2 separate regions of the Sus scrofa genome follow, and region 2 is linked to region 1. A link is a contact called in public HiChIP or PLAC-seq data. All regions are on one chromosome and are shown on one strand. Each heading gives the region's core, a stretch centred on a gene start, on an enhancer-like site or on the middle of the called end of the contact. The rest is flanking DNA. Distances are from core to core; before and after follow the strand shown.

Evidence for each region. HiChIP or PLAC-seq counts read pairs in DNA pulled down with a chosen protein or histone mark.
Region 2: an H3K27ac HiChIP or PLAC-seq map of alveolar macrophages shows a contact between it and region 1. The contact joins two enhancer-like sites. A contact is called at or near these places in 4 of 47 Hi-C or Micro-C datasets (alveolar macrophages, embryonic fibroblasts, retroperitoneal adipose tissue and 1 more) and 1 of 2 datasets of contacts at active chromatin or transcription factors (alveolar macrophages).

The regions. Positions count from the first base shown.
Region 1 is chr9:32,973,402-32,977,641 of Sscrofa11.1, forward strand. No RefSeq gene overlaps it. Among named protein-coding and RNA genes, the nearest start is that of BIRC3, 28 kb to the right of the region's middle. Within about 2 kb of position 2,345, at least 9 of the 83 cell types and tissues checked have an H3K27ac peak or open chromatin away from gene starts, as enhancers often do. A contact at or near this core is called in alveolar macrophages, where this site is marked.
Region 2 is chr9:33,282,875-33,287,114 of Sscrofa11.1, forward strand. The region is part of intron 6 of MMP20 (matrix metallopeptidase 20); the gene reads right to left. Among named protein-coding and RNA genes, the nearest start is that of MMP20, 23 kb to the right of the region's middle. Within about 2 kb of position 2,392, at least 2 of the 83 cell types and tissues checked have an H3K27ac peak or open chromatin away from gene starts, as enhancers often do. A contact at or near this core is called in alveolar macrophages, where this site is marked.

The DNA of each region.
Region 1 (4,240 bases), core at 1,095-3,594:
GATCCGAGCCGCATCTGCAACCTACACCACAGCTCACGGCAACGCAGGATCGGTAACCCACTGGGCAAGGGCAGGGACCGAACCCGCAAGCTCATGGTTCCAGTCGGATTCGTTAACCACTGTGCCACGATGGGAACTCCCATATATGTATTTTTTTCATATTCTTTTCCATTATAGCTTATCACAGGATATTGAATATAATTCTCTATGCTATACAATAGGACCTTGTTGTTTTTCCATCCTATACATACTACTTTGCCTCTGCTAGTCCCAAACTCCCAATCTTTCCCTCCTCTACCCCTTTTCCCCCTTGTCAATGACAAGTCTGTTATCTATATCTGAGAGTCTGTTTTCGTCTCATAGATATGTTGATTTGTCATATTTTAGATTCCACAGGTAAGTGATATTATATGGTATTTGTCTTTCCCTTTCTAGGTTTACCCATGTTGCTGCAATTGGCTTTTTTTTTCATTCTTTTTAATAGCTGAGTAATATTACATTGTATGTATGTATCACATCTTCTTTATCCATTCATCTGTCAATGGACATTTAGACTGTTTCCATGTCTTGGCTATTGTGAATAGTGCTGCTATGAACATAGGGGTGCATGTATCTTCTCAAGTTATAGTCTTATCTGGGTATATACCCAGGAGCAGAAATGCTGTCTTATCTGGCAACCCTAATTTTAGTTTTTTGAGGAAGCTCCATACTGTTCTTCATACTGGCTGCACCAATTTACATTGCCAACAGTGTAGGAGGGTTCTCTTTTCTCCACACCTTCTCCAGCATGTGTTATGTGCAATCTTAATGATGACCCTTCTGATTGGTGTGAGGTGGTATCTCATTGTAGTTTTGATTTGCAATAAAATTACAGACTATATCTACTTTCATAAGTTTTTTATTTAAATAACCGTATCTATTTAATTTTATGATAAAGAATGCAAACCTGATTTTAAAGCAATCTTCACTGTATGGATAAACATCAGCACATTGAAATCCTTAAGCATGTCACTGGACCTTCAAGTGTCAAGACTTCCATTTTTCTGAACCCTGGGAGGGTGGAGCTAAAAGAGCTGGGACAGGTGCAGATAGAATTGGCACCAATGCTGTATTTATCCAACATGTAATGTGTCCATCTTTTCTCCATTAAAAGAAAACTTTCACTTAAAATAGAAGTTCCCTGGTGGCCTACTGGTTAAGGATTGGGCATTATTATTGCTGTGGCTTGGGTCACTGCTGTGGTATGAGTTCGAGCCCTGCCTGGGAATTTGCTCATGCTGCAGACATGGCCAAAAAAACAAATTTTTTTTGTTGTTTTTTTGTTTTTTTTCTTTTTAGGGTTGTACCCGCTGCATATGGAAGTTCCCGGGCTAGGGGTTGAATCGGAGCTACAGCTGTTGGCCCTGCACCACAGCCACAGCAACACTGCATCTGAGTGTCATGTGCGACCTACACCACAGCTCATGGCAATGCCAGACCCTCAACCCACTGAGCGAGGCCAGGGATCAAATCCTCGATCTCCTGGTTCCTGGTTGGATTCGTTTCCACTGCACCACAACAGAATCTCCAAGATTTTCTTTTTTCTTTTCTTTTCTTTTCTTTTTTCTGCTTCTTAGGGCCGCACCCTGCGGCATATGGAGGCTCCCAGGCTAGGGGTCAAATTGGAGCTACAACTGCCAGCTACACCGCAGCCACAGCGATGCTAGATCCTTAACCCACTGAACAAGTTAAACCTGCAACCTCGTGGTTCCTAGTTGGATTCCTTTTCGCTTTGCCTTGACGGGAACTCCCCCCCCCAATTTTTTTTAAATAAATTTTAAAAAAGGAGAAAACTTTCACTTAAAACAAAAAAGTGAGCAAGTAGTGTTTTTTCTTTCTAGGGCCACACCTGTGGCATATGGAAGTTCCCAGGCTAGGGGTCAAACCAGAGCTGTAGCTGCTGGTCTACACCACAACTTGGCTTGAACGGAAACACGTCCGCGGCCTGCACCACAGCTTATGGCAACACCGGCTTCTTAATCCACTGAGCATAGGCCAGGGATCAAACCTGCATCCTCATGGATGCTAATCTGATTCCTTTCGTCTGAGCCATGCCAGGAACTCCCAGCAAGTAGTGTTTTGTCTTTATTGGGCTTCCAATTTTGTGACATCTGAACTAAATCAGTTGCTGAGGACTACACTACCACGGTGCGGCTTGGGACTAGGCTGTCCCCTGTTAGAATGTAAGTCTCACTAAGGCTGAGATTCTAGTCTCTCCTGTTCACGGTTTCCTGTTACACAGTACCTAGCTCGTAGTAGACATGCAAAAAACATTGGATGGATGAATGGTAAGTTGAAGGGAGTTGCCACTAGGTGGCGATGTTTTCTTGGATCTGTACTACAACTCTTCACAGCATCAACAGTCCAAGGATAGGTGGTGGCTTGAGGCGGAGTGGGCAGAGGGATGATCTCATCAGTCACACGCGTTGGAACCTCCGCCAGCCAGCCCCCTCGTGGCTGAAACTTCATCCCCCACCGGCTCCCCCCAGCCCTCTAAGATGCTAGGGGTTGAGAATCACAGATTTTTCTTCATAAGTAATCTCAGATATAACTTGCTCTATTCCAACCTGTTGTGTTGCGACTCCCAAATTTTGCAAACCAACAAAATGGGGAACGGCCAAGCTGTAAGCTCCACAGTGGTAGCTTAGCCTCAGCAATTGATTTAGTTCAGTTATAACAAACTCCGGAGCCCAAAATAAAGCTAATACACCAAACTACTGTATATATAGTGTGTGTGTATAACTATGAGTTTCCTGATTGTGACATTGGAAACTGGAAGAATGAATGGGAATTTGGAGGCACAGAAGTAAGAGAAAGTTCCAAAGGAAGAGAAAGGCAGAGGACAGAGCAAAGAGAAGCACATCAGTGGGTTCTCTGGGCAACAGCTGCAGTGTTAGGAGTGCACTGCCCAGGGCTCTTTACCTGCTGTCCCTTGGCCCAGCCCCCTTCCCTCCCATCATGGCTCACTCTGTTACTTCACATCCTCCGGCAGGCTTCCCTGACTGCTTCCCTAGAATAATCACTGAGACCTACCTCCCATCTTGTTCTCTTTTCTTTCAGAGCACGTCCACTAATCATCTATTTGTGCAAGATCTGTCTCTCCAACTACAGTATAAGCTCACTGAAGGCAGGACTTTGCCTGTCTTTTCATGGGGCATCACCAGTCCCTAAATTAGAGACTTTAGTGAACACAGAGAAAGGCACACAATACCAGTAATAAAAGTGAGCCACCTCTGCACAGCAATGACTGTCCTTTCTATCAAATGCAGCCTTCCAGAAAGGAAGGGGAGGATTGTGCAATCCCATCCCCTACTTAGAGCTACCACATTATCTGCTGTGAAGATCAGGTTATGAACCAACTGTAGATGAGCTTTGCATGTGTCCTCTCACTGCCAGCCTGTGGTGTCATGAAGAGTAAGAGAAGTTGCTTAAGCTTCAGATGAGGAGGAATATACTGGAAACAGAAAGGACACAACTAGAGGCAGTTAAAAATTTATCTCATACTCAAATCCATTCGTTGTCATGGTCCTGCTATAGTCTCAGACCCAGTTCTCAGAACAATTAAATCCTCTCATGACATTTTATTTATTTTTAGTTTTAGTTTTTTATCTTTTTGTCTTTTTAGGGCCGCACCCGCAGCACATGAAAGTTCCCGGGGTAGGGGTGGAGTCAGACCTGTAGATCCAGCCTACACCACAGCCACAGCTATGTGGGATCCAAGCCATGTCTGCGACCTACACCACAGCTCACTGTAACACCAGATCCTTAACCCACTGAGCAACACCAAGGATTGAACCTGCATCCTAGTCAGGTTCATTAACCACTGAGCCATGATGGGAACTCCCTCTTATGACATTTTACATTCCTAAGCAAGTAAGAAAAACTTAAAAAGCTTCCCACACAAGAGAAATGTCAGATTAATTATGTGCAGAGGTCTGAACCACGGCAAAATGAAAATCTTCATAATGACATTTAAACTGTCTCCCCATAATGCACGGACAGACTTGGGGTGCCCTCCAGTGCAGGGAATGCTATTGGGAGAAGCTTGAAGAAGATTCTCCTTTAGTACTTTCCAGTCTTAATAAGGCCAGATTTTCTTTCTTTTGTTGCTAAATGTGCCATGCCACATCTTCTATTCTTGCCGCCAGATGGATGTGATTTAGCATAGTACTACCCCATCAGCATTTCTCTTCAAACATGT
Region 2 (4,240 bases), core at 1,142-3,641, 310 kb after region 1:
TCTAAACCAAGAATGATTTTGTACTGCAGGGGATGTTTGGCAATGTCTGGTGACAGTTTTGGTTGTCACAAGTAGCAGGGGGCAATGCCATCGGAGTCTAATGGGTAGAGACCAGAGATGTCACTAAACATCCTGAATGCACAGGACAGCCCAACATGACAAAAGACTTGTCTGGCTCAGTATATCAGTAATGTCAAAGCTCTGAAACCTTGGTTTAAACACTTATGACATATTACAATATATACGCCTTATAAATAAGGAAGGAATAAACACTATTCATGTGACACATGTAAAGTATCATAAATTTAAAAAAAATCTGTGATCATGAAAATTGTCATGTCATTTTTTTGTCATATTAACAAAAAAATATGTCTGTGGGTAATAAAGCAATAGAACACATACTCAGAGGATTTATAAATTTAGAGCTACAGACTTACAATAACAAATTAATTTAAATGGATTAAAAGGGTATAACAAGTAACCTGTTATACATTTGTTAGTGAATTTAAAATATAAACGAACAAACAAAAAAACAAACCCAACTATGGACTTGTTGGAAAAGAATAGCTGTAGGATATCTTGGAACCGGTAATGAAAACATACATCTTATCAATAGTCTGTAGTCTGATCTTTGATAAGGAGGACAGAACAATGGAGTTTATTGATATTTTAGACTTGCTGATAGGTATTTAGCCGCACACTGTTTCTCTTTGTGTATCCAGAAGCCACCGGTGTGCCTGGCATGTAATCAGGGCTCAATAGATGTTTGCTGGTTAAATAAATGGGTATCAAAGGGTTGCATGGAACTTATCTAATCATTGATTTTCATATTCTCAGAAAATTTCCTTCCCTTTTGCTAAGGAAAAGCATCTAAGCCATTGTGTTTGAGATGAGGTCACTGGTAACACTCCAAGCTCTTTGCCAGTCCTGTAAGCTCCTTGGGGCAAGGCCACATATTACGCATCCTTGTATTCTCTGGCTTAGCAGGTGCCTGGCACCTATAGGACTAGATTTGTGTCCGCTGAACTCTTGTTCCTTTTTGGTTGTACTGCACTGTCTCCCTCCCCACCTGTGTAAGCTGATTCTCCTAGTCTTTCATTTTCAAGAGAGACTCCTCATCTTTGCTATCAAGGTAATCCAGCCGGACTGGGCACTTTTATTTTCCACCATCTTCACCCCTTACTCTCCTTGACTCTGTTTTTCTCTGTCACTCTTTTTCCTAGTTTCAGGGGGAAGAGGGGTCTTTCTTCTTTCTATCATATTGATGCTCTCGGTAAAATTAATGCTTCTCTCCCCTGAGACTGGACACTGGTGCAGTGAAAAAAGCGAGGGGTGCTTGAGACTTTGTTTTGTTATTGGGTGTGTGATCTTGTATGAGTCACTTAATTTTTCTGAGACTTAATTTCCTTCTGTCAAATAATAAGTAATAATTAATAATACTGTGCTAATACTTCAAAGGTTCACTTGAAATACTGCACATGAAAGTTTTATAAACTGTGGAATACTCATAATTATTTGTAGTACTTTGAAAAGACATGTTTTTACTCTGCAGATTTATTAATTATGTAAAACAGAATTTATCAATAGAGCTAAGTTTCCTTCTAAACTTGTCTCACTGATAGAAATGTTTGTCTCTGGAAACTTTGTGAAGTACAATCATATCATTGGCCAAGAAGCCATTCATTCATTTGCAGGGAGCTCGAACCATCATGGCTGTTTATATCAGAATGTCTTAGAGGCCAAGAAATCAAACATGCATCATCCATCTCACTGAACCCAAGAAAAACAGAGCTTTAAAATTAAAAACCCAGAGTTCCTGTTGTGGCGCAGCAGAAACGAATCTGACTAATATCCATGAGGATGTAGGTTCAATCCCTGGCCTCGCTTAGTGGGTTAAGGATCCGGCATTGCCATGAGCTGTGGTGCAGCTTGCAGACGTGGCTTGGATCTGGCGTTGCTATGTCTGTGCCATAGCTGGCAGCTGTAGCTCTGATTCAACCCCTAGCCTGGGAACTTCCATATGCCACAGATGCAGCCCTAAAAAGAAAGAAAAAGTAAAATTAAAAACCGATACGTAGACAATGGTTAAAAATAATCAAAGCTCTGCATAGTGTCCTTAAATTGTTTATATCGGTCTGAGGAGCCTGTGGAGATCCATATTTATAAGCCATAACTTGTGAAGAGGTGAAGAATCGTGTTCTTAGTCAGAGTGAGTCAGCGATCTCAGCACACCTTCTGCCTCTTAGTCTGTATTTATAATACATAACAGAGAATCAGTCTGAGTAAATACAGTGCCATTTGTTGACTTTCAGTGATGCAACCTTATAGCCAGAAAAGAAATATCTCCAGGGAGACTGAAGGAGGAAGACTTCCTCTTTGGTTTTGCAGGCTTTCCTCAAGCCCACGGAACCCTGGGAAAAGTGAGATTCCAACAGAGCCACCTAAGAGCAGAGGTTACTGACTGTACTGTCCCTTCTTCCCAGAGTGCTTTGCCTTCCTTTTTCTTCATTGGCTGCTTTTCATATTTTCAAGTGCACCCAGGTATTTCTCATCTTGAAAAAACCCTCCTTTGACCGTGTTTCCTCTTCCAGCTGTTACCATAGCTCTTTGTTATTAACAAGATTCTCAAATGAATGCTCTACATCTACCATCACCATTTGCCTTTTCACTCCATGATCTGGATTTCTTCCTTACCACTCTGCTGAAACGACTTTCCTTCATTATCCTGGCCAGTCATCTCTTTTCTTCAGTCCTCACTTTGGTGATTTCTGTAGAATTTTCTATTTATCACTTAAAAAAAAGAGAAGCTCTTCTTTTCTCTGATTTATCTAGGGCTCTATTACAGGGATTCTGTCTCTGATGTCAAGTAGACCTAGGTTAAAATTCTACCTGGGAAAAGAACAGCGTGGATTAAATGAATCGGTGTCTATAAAATGCTTCGCATAACACATAGCACATTGTAAAATGTCAGCTTTTACTGTAATGATTATTACTACAGTTTATTTTCAAATCTTTCACTACGTCCTCCATGTAGGAAATTCGATAACCTACGAAGCCCCGGAGCACTGGCTTATTACTGTTGAATCCCAATAGAATTGCCATCATTTTAAATTCAGCACATCTAAAATTGAGTTTTTCTTTATGTATCCAAAAAATCTCTATGATTTTTCTATCTATGTGAGCCATGCTGCTATCTTTGACTCCTCCTTTTCCATCATTTTCACCAAATTAGTGTCCAAGTCCTGATGGTGATTCCTTCAGGAAGCCTCTCTCTGAAGAGAGGTTGCCCCTCTCTTCAGTCTCTATTTGCAAGACCCTTAAACATGTTTTCCTTTGCTTTCTAATATATATAACATCTTTCAAAATGTGACAATTAGTGACTGACAGATTATTATTTTTTTTCTTTTTACAACTGCACCTGCAGCCTATGGAAGTTCCTGGGTTGGGTTTGAATTGGAGCTGCAGCTGCTGGCCTACACCACAGCCACAGCAACCCCAGATCTGAGCCGCATCTGTGACCTATGCCGCAGCTTGTGGCAATGCCAGATCCTTAACCAAGTGAGTGAAGCCAGGGATTGAACCTGCATCCTCATGGACACTATGTCGGGTTCTTAACTCACTGAGCCACTGCAGGAACCCCCTGACGGATGTTTTTAAATAAAGAATCCTATTTTGAGAATAAAACAATGTGGAGAAGCCTACCAGACATTTGTGGGAAGGCTGGATAGGCTAGAACCTCCTCCTCCTGGTGACTCTTCACCCAACCTGCCAGCCAAGGGCCCAGGAGCGTACGAACTGCCCTACTCACAAAGTGCTTTTCCTACTCACTCAAATGCATTCCAGTTGAAAGGCATTCAATCATTCAAGTCAAAATTGTGTTCTCTTCATAGTCCCATTGCACAGCCAGAAAGCTTTGTATGTGAGTGACAAGACAGACTCAGCACCAGGAGTTAGCCAGCCGGGTTGCCATGGAGGGTCTGCTGGGCTGAGAGACCTGGCTTTCTTATCAAACTAAAGGATTTGCACCTGATCAGTCTTTATGTTTACTCCATAAGTAATATGCTATTATTCTTCTAAGGTCTATAGCTGTGCTATTTCTGATTTTATCATTAAAATGATATGTAAAACCCAGAATAATCTGAGGGATGCAAATATAATTTGGGAATAACATTTCAAGGAAATCTGGGGGTAGCCAGATTTTGTCATCTATTATAAAGAGGAAATCTATGCTAATTAAATG